2 separate regions of the Mus musculus genome follow, and region 2 is linked to region 1. Evidence: chromatin contacts called from public HiChIP or PLAC-seq data. All regions are on one chromosome and are shown on one strand. Each heading gives the region's core, a stretch centred on a gene start, on an enhancer-like site or on the middle of the called end of the contact. The rest is flanking DNA. Distances are from core to core; before and after follow the strand shown.

Evidence for each region. HiChIP or PLAC-seq counts read pairs in DNA pulled down with a chosen protein or histone mark.
Region 2: a contact with region 1 is called in an H3K27ac HiChIP or PLAC-seq map of heart atrium, with 5 read pairs. The contact joins the enhancer-like site here to the promoter of Pde7b in region 1. A contact is called at or near these places in 13 of 484 Hi-C or Micro-C datasets (Sertoli cells, Th1 cells, bone marrow-derived macrophages and 7 more), 7 of 115 datasets of contacts at active chromatin or transcription factors (bone marrow-derived macrophages, embryonic forebrain, fibro-adipogenic progenitors and 4 more) and 3 of 9 other capture datasets (adipose tissue, embryonic stem cells and liver).

What each region holds. Positions count from the first base shown.
Region 1 is chr10:20,546,452-20,550,271 of GRCm38.p6, forward strand. It overlaps Pde7b (phosphodiesterase 7B), which reads right to left and starts at 1,877. Exons shown (of 12, transcript NM_001347366.1): 1 at 1,440-1,877. The coding sequence starts at 1,677.
Region 2 is chr10:20,914,072-20,918,078 of GRCm38.p6, forward strand. No RefSeq gene overlaps it. Among named protein-coding and RNA genes, the nearest start is that of Ahi1, 36 kb to the right of the region's middle. Within about 2 kb of position 1,815, at least 29 of the 459 cell types and tissues checked have an H3K27ac peak or open chromatin away from gene starts, as enhancers often do. A contact at or near this core is called in bone marrow-derived macrophages, heart atrium and neural progenitor cells, where this site is marked.

The DNA of each region.
Region 1 (3,820 bases), core at 627-3,126:
CATGTAAAGAATTATGTGCGACTTTCCCTCACAGACAGGCTGGCAAGAGACGAGTGTGGACGGTTTATGAAGGGGAGTCATTTGAAATACGAACTTTAATCATCTCAGTCAGCTACACGAAGCAAGGGTTAGCACAGCTGTGGTGCCTTGCTTGCATCCACTGCCTAGGTGGCTTCACTCTCCCTTTCCCTGCTACATGACATATGAATGGCTTTCCCATTACCTCATTTCTTCTGACCAAGACCCACTTCCATTGGCTTCCCACTTGCAGATGCCACACAACCTCAGGCCACTGCCTCACTTTTCCTTCCTCAGTGCCCAGATACTCATCGTTCAGTAAAGAGCATTAGTTTCTTTTCTTCCTCCCAGACTCCCCCCCCCCCGCCCTGAGCATTACTTTTTAATAATATTCTTTATCAACGATTGATTTGGCAACTTAATGGAAAAACGAACGACAAACCTCTCTGCAATAAGTTATCTAAAACAAAACCAGGGGAATTTTTATTCTCAGCCCATTTCCGTGAGAAAAAGGGAGATGATTTTTGGTCTGTCTTTCTGCCTGTCCCATCGCTCAGTGCCGATGGCATGTCAGGATTCTGCTGCACGGAGATGGCCGGGACATAAAAGGCATAAACACACTCCTATGACTTCTCCAAGAACCCACTTCTTTTTACTCACCAACAGATTCCCCAGAGGAAGGGAGCACCCAGCCACCAGTTGTGGCATTTGCAGTTTAAGAGCCCCCAACGGTATCTTGGCTCCCCTCCCCATTAGACACACAGGAAAGATCCAACTGACTGTCCCATCCCAAACAGCACATTCTTATGACATGAAAAAGCCCTTCTGACTCATCATCACCACACTTGTGGATGACCTGAGCTTTCTTCATCTCTGTAGGGGTATTATTCATCGCTTGCCCAAAGAGGAAACTGAGGCAGAGTAGTTGAGTAACTTGCAAGGATTGAGAAAGCCTGCAGACCACACTCAGTTCTAGGAGCACAATACACATCACATGTTGCATGGTTGAAAACTGGAGGATACATTTTTTACTTAAAGACATGCACATAGCAACCTAAAGGAATTACTCTTTTGGAGACTCTGCTAACTATGGACAGGAAATATTGGAGTAGGATGGACATTAAAGAGAATCCGATTGCACTCTCTGCTGTTGGGGTCCGAATCGCAGAAGGTTTGACCTGGTTAAGTCCGCAGGGCAAGCCTGCAGCAAACTGACCCGTATTCTAAGTTTGTTGATTTCCATTCTAATACTCCTGCATCTATCACGCTCAACATAGAGATGCTTTTACAACAGAACAAACATTTGTAAGTTAGCCCTTGAACCCTGTCCATACAGCTTGCCTCCCTTCCTTGACCCAAGTACTGGACCCAGAGTGATGAGACCTGTCCGGGTTACCTTCTGCACTCCACAGTCAGTTTACCTGGGAAGCTGTGGGAAGCATCTTCATTTTCCAGAATGCCTCTCGGTTTGGTTGCCTGTAGCTCACTTTTGGACTTCCAAACCAGCTTTACCATCCTGATCATCTCTGGCAAGTCCCAGGGTAGCGGCCCCTGCTGGCACCCCGGCCTGCTGCTGAGGGAAGAGGGTAGCACAGCTTCTGGGGCCGTCCACCTCCTGCCTAGTTCTGCAGAGTGGAAGTACCGCTCTAGCACAGGCATTCTGCCCTGTTCCCCAGAAGAAGAGGTAGGGCTGCCGCCGTCGCTGCTGCTGCTGCTGTTCCTGCTGCTGCTGCTGTTGTTGTTGCTGCTGCTGCTGCCACCAGAGGGGAATTTCTTCCCGGGCAGCTGCAGGCAAACCCGCGTGAAATCCTCTCCAGCCTTGGAAAGACAAGCCTCCTCCAGCCTGGCACAGCCTTTCTGGCTTTCCCAGCCCCTGCACAAAACACTGGCGACGAGATGAGAGAGACGAGACCGCTGCACCGCCTAAGGTTCCTCACTGCTGAGTCTCTGGACTCCTTCCTTCCTTAGAGATACAGCGCATTTTCCTCTTCTCTCCCAGGCACCGAATTCACAGCACTTAATTAATCCCAGGCTACAGCTGGAACGACAGCGGGAGTGGGGAAAGCCATGGAGGAGGCTTCAGCCTTCGCCTTCCCTCTTCTTCCTCTTGTTTTGTTTTCTGGGAGCTTTTTTCCCTTTTTTTTTTTCTTTTTTTTTCTTTTTTCTTTTTGCTGCTTGTCAAGTTTGTCAAGTGGCTTAGCAGTGAAAGACTTCAGGCAAAGACTTGGGGCCCCGCTTTGCGTGACTCTTTGAGCGCCCCCCCCCCCCAGACTAGTTATCTGGAAGCGTCAGGTGAGGGGTCAATCTATGGCACAGGAAGCCTAGAAGCTTCCCAGACTCTGGTCTTGCAAATCACAAGGAACTTTGAGCAAAAAACCGGGAAGCTGAGCTCTGGCGTGCCTCCGCAGCAGCCTTCCCTCAGGAGGGCCTGGTGGGGGGCCTGCCTTGTCTGTTCACAGTGCGGCACAGGATGGGGGTGGCTGGATCCCAAGGACCACAGTTCAAACACTCTCCTTCCTCCTTCCAGACCCCACCCACTCTACTGTCAAAGTTCTCTGCAAACTAACCGGGTTTTGGTCCATTAGTCAAATCCCTTTGTAACCTCAGCTGCCCTTCAAGTTGGAAGGAAATAACATTGAATCACATTCCAAAGCTGACTGGAAAGAAGTGGATTAGGGAAGTGTCAGAGTCCTTATGCATATGCACAGGGTGTCTGTTTAGCTTGGACACGTGGATCGGGATGGTTAAAAACCCATTTTCAAAGGGCAGTCATCATTTTAAAGGGTGTTAGTAGGGGGTCATAAATGGCCTGAAAAAGAAAGTGTGGCTGGTTCTTTTCAAAGAGACCACACTGTGGGCTTAATATCTGGGCCACTGACTACTGCGTTCCCCACCCCAGAGCGGAGAATTGAGGACAACTGTGGGCCAGGCCTCTTGTTTCCTGAGGTTCAGAGATGAAGGCGCTGACCCTGGAAGTCAGAGCCAACACGGCAACAGAGATGCCCCCTGTCGCTTATGTGAAAGGCCTTGGACATAAAGGAAAGTGGGGTGGTATTGGCTTGGCGTTTTTGCCAGCAAATTGGGTTTGTAGGAACAATTTGAACTTGTACATTCACTCAGAAAGGCCCTGTTTTCTTGAAAGACATTGTAACAATCCTGTCTTCCTCCAGGCTCAGTGTCTCTGTGTTGCAAAGGCCTTTGTTTTGCTTGGCTCTTTATTTTTGCTGATGTACAAGTTGTTGCTCCCGCTCTACATTCCTATGGCTGGTTGATCACACGATCCTTTGATGTTTCTTTAGGGGAGCATGGAGGAGATTTGGGGCCATCTCAGGCTGTTTTATTCTCACTGTTCTGCCTTCCTTGTGTACTCTGTTTTCAAAGTTGAAAGCAGTAAAGCCCATCACATTTTTTCTTTGTTACTCTTCTAAAACTATGCTTAGTTAATAAGTTTGATTTTTAATAATGAATTATTTTTTTCTCTTCTCTTTTCTTATGGATAAAAAAGTATATTGTGAACTTGCTTTCTTTCCTAGTAGATGAAAAAGGTCAATACCTCTCTCTCTCTCTCTCTTTCTCTCTCTCCCTCTCCTCCCCTCTCCCTCTCTTTCTCTCTATCTATCTATCTATATGAGTGACTACTTTTCTGAGAATTTTATATTAAAATATTGCAGCTTTTCTATAACAACGACATATTCATACAACCCAATAGGCAGAAATCAGTGATCCACTCTATCTGACAGATGTCTTTCTTTAACTCCCTCTGTTGAGATAAAAGCATTTATAAAGCAATTGGATGTGTCTG
Region 2 (4,007 bases), core at 565-3,064, 370 kb after region 1:
GACTCCTAAAGCTCCAAAAACCTAATGCACTTATACTGTTTAATCTACAAAACAACTCCTTTATAGTCTATTGCCCAAATGAATGTCTCAAATGTGTGCAAATACAATAGGTTTTCAAGCCTATTCAACTGCTAACCATTCACTTTGATGAAGGTTGGAAGTTTATATTATTTTCTCTCTGAGGTTAATGAAATGTTTCTGACTATGTAATTTTCAACAAGGCCAAATGAAATCACAAATTATTCAGCTGTAAGGAGCTTATCACCACATCCATGTGATGCAAAGAATGCGCTGGAGAACAGTGTTGGGGAACAGTGTCTGAGAACAGTGTCTGGGAACAGTGTCGGGGAACAGTGTCTGAGAATAGTGTCTGGGAACAGTGTCTGAGAATAGTGTCTGGGAACAGTGTCCGGGAACAGTGTCGGGGAACAGTGTCTGGGAACAGTGTCTGGGAACAGTGTCCGGGAACAGTGTCGGGGAGCAGTGTCTGGGAACAGTGTCTGGGAACAGTATCGGGGAACAGTGTCTGGGAACAGTGTCCGGGAACAGTGTCTGGGAACAGTGTCCGGGAACAGTGTCGGGGTACAGTGTCTGGGAACAGTGTCGGGGAACCGTGTCGGGGAACAGGATTGGGGAACAGGGTCGGAGAACTGATTCATTTATTGGGAGGGGAGAAAGAGGTATTTATGTCCCTGGGGAGGTGGCCAGAGTCTCTACGGCAAGGTTTGTGTGGCCTTGTACCATTGGCCAGGGCAGGGGTGTTAGACAACACCTCATCTGCGTACACAAGGGTTGGGGAGGTCTTACGGGCCAAACAAGGAATGAAGCCTGATAACTGTCAGGGTAATAATGAATATGCTAGGGTTGATGGCGGGGAAGCCAGTTTCATGGTGACAGGTTGGAGGGGGAGAAGCCAAATCCTACCATCCTTATATTTGAGGTATCAGAGGCTGAAGCTCCCTCAAGCCTTCCTCCATAACCCTGGGCCATTGTGGTCCCACACATGTCAATAGGGTCTTGTTTCATTGAAAATAAGGAAATGATAATGTCTGTCTTACTTAGAGTTGCTATTGCAGTGATGAAACAACATGATCAAAGAAACTTGGGGAGAAAAGGGTTTATTCAGGTACACTTCGACATCACAGTTCACCAACAATGGAAGTCAGGACAGGAACTCAAACAGGAAAGGAGTCTGGAGGCAAGAGCTGTGCAGAGACGGTGGAGGAGCGCTGCTTACTGGCTTTGCTCAGCTTGCTTTTTTTCTTTTTCTTATTCTAGGACACCAGTCCATGGATGGCACCACCCATTATGGGCTGGGCCCTTCCACATCAATCACTAATTATAAAAATGCTATAGAGGTTTGCCTATACTCTGATCTAATGGAGGCATTTTCTCAGTCGAGGATCCCTCCTCTCTGACGATCCTAGCTTGTGTCAAGATGACATAAAACCAGCCAATACAATGTCCTATCCAAACAAACTCATTCCTGTTTGCAGACAATGCTAGCGAAAGCTACATCCAGATCATAGCATCCTAAAAGAACCATAGAGATAGAGCTGGACAAAAATTGGGGTGGTAATTTAGAAAGAAGAGAGTCACGTGATCGTAGGACTATGAAATCCCTTGCAGCCACCAGGTGGCACTAGTGAGAGAGAGGCCAGAGTGTCCTGTAACTGTCCAATGGTGGGTTTCACAGCGCTCCGGTCATATGTCTTTATTGCAAATTTGTCTTCCTCTCCGAAGAAAACAAGGAGCCTATGTTTGTGTTGAAAGTGCACAGAGACAGAGTGCCAAAAACTCCCTCCCCCATTTCCTCTTTGCCTGTTGGCATTTCTGAGCACTTTGGTGGCCTTGCTTCCATCCACACAGCTGTGGAGTAACCAAACCACAGCCGGAATGAGGATGCGTTTTTTTTTTTTTTTTCAATGTTGTCCCCTGAGCAGCCATCACTTGGAAATTTTGTGCTATTTTGATTTTTACTTTTCTTGGTTTTAAGATAGCTGATCTTTCTTATATCTTGATCTGAATTTTTTTTTATTATCCATGGTTTCTTACAATTTTTTTCAGAAATCAGTTTAATTTTTTTTTTTTTTTGCCAAAGTCTCCGGTTACATAAAGTCAAAATAGATGGACATCCATGGTTAGGGGAGAATAGGCAAATATCTAATAAGTTTTTACTATTAAAGAAATCAGGCAGCTAGCTCAGTCTCTGTAACAAAATATTACTGTAGGTACAACCTGCATTATATACAGGACTGTGGCCTACAATCCTATATCTCCCATGCACTTCCTCTCATTCCCACTTAGTAGAATCATAGAATCTAAAACTAAAAATTACCCTTGGGTTGGTGAAATGGAATGGGTAAAAAAAAAATTGTACACTCCTCTCTAATAAAGCAAGCCACAGCCAAATCAAAAGGCAGAAACTGCTAGAGGATAATTTGCACTGCACAAATAAATAAGAGGGTTTCATACTTAATAAAGAGCTTGCACCATTACGGAAAAGACTAACTTCTCAATGGGGAAATGGGCAATGGACTTAACTTAGCAAACTAGCAGCCATATTGGGAAGTCCCTGGGGGTCACTTCTGTTATCGCTCTGTTTCCTGTTCCCCCTTTTCTTGACTCGTCCCTGTCAACAACCCTCTCTATTTTCTTAGCTTTCTGAGAAAGTGGGCAACACCAGGCAAGTACATTAAGATCTTATAGATCTGAGATTATTATGCATTTAAATAATGGTTTTTACTTCGCATAGATTTTCTTATGTTAAAAACAGTAATATGCACGGTGTCAACAAGACAATGGGCAAAAGTGCTTGCACCTTACCCACCTGAGTTTGATCCTCAGGACCCATCTGATGAAAAGAGAGACTGAGCCTCTCTCTGCAAGATATCCTATGACCTCCACATGCATGCGATTGACCTATAGCATTCGGACATCCACACAGGGACAGACACACATACAAAATGCATTAATGTTTAAAAAATAAATAAATTAAGATGGTTTTTTTTCATTTTTACTAATTATTGAGATGTGTTTAATTTGGGCAATGAACAAATTCTCAAACAGGGAATTCATGGTGGCAGAATCTCACACTGGGCCACCTAACATGACCCAGCATGTGACCCACCCATCTGTCCATTCCAGACAGTCTATACAACACACATACCAGTCACCTAGTAGTTGTCTGCCACTGTTATCAGGTCAACTGTGCTGGTGTCACAGTTCTATGCAGTGACACCCTTTTATTTAATCATCCCAAGGTGCAAAGCTGTTGGCTGTTCTCTGGTAATACATTGTTAGACTTTCCTATTTTGTTTTATAATTGTTCATCTTTTACTATGCCAGACTTACAAACTTCAGAAAGGAATCTCAGAGGTAGAGGGTCTGCATAGGGTATGCAAAGTCCTAGGCTCGATGTTCCAAAGACCACAAAGAAGAAAGAAAGATTATGCCATGTAATAGTCAGCACTGGCTGGTGTGCTCAGCTGCTATCAGCAGTCCTCGAACATCTGCACCTTGAGCAAAGGAAGAGAGGGGGCTCTTTCATGGTGAAGCTGGTGAGAACTGAACACCCCTCCTGAAATCGCAGAACTTAATGAAACAAAGTCCTCTCTGAATGCTAGAAGAACAGGTAGGAAGCAGGAAGAAGACATAGAAACATCCCAAGTGAAAATCTCAACAGACAGAGACTAGATAAAGCCAGGACCATGAAAGCCAGACTTAGGGCAGTTCAGCAAAAGCGAAAGAGTGCACATGGTAGGGCAGAGCAAAAATCAAAGGCTCTAGCAGACAAAGAGAATAGAGCAATAGTCTGTTATTTAGGGTTCCTAGAGCAGGAAGCCAAACACAGAAGTCAAACGTAATTTTTAATAATTATTGGAATCTACCAATTCAAGGTCACATGATGTTTCAGTAGAAATGAATGGTTATTATCAGAGAAACGAAGTTCCTGTCCTAGTGAAGACCAGCTCCATCATCATCGTCCTCAACATGGTGACTCTGCT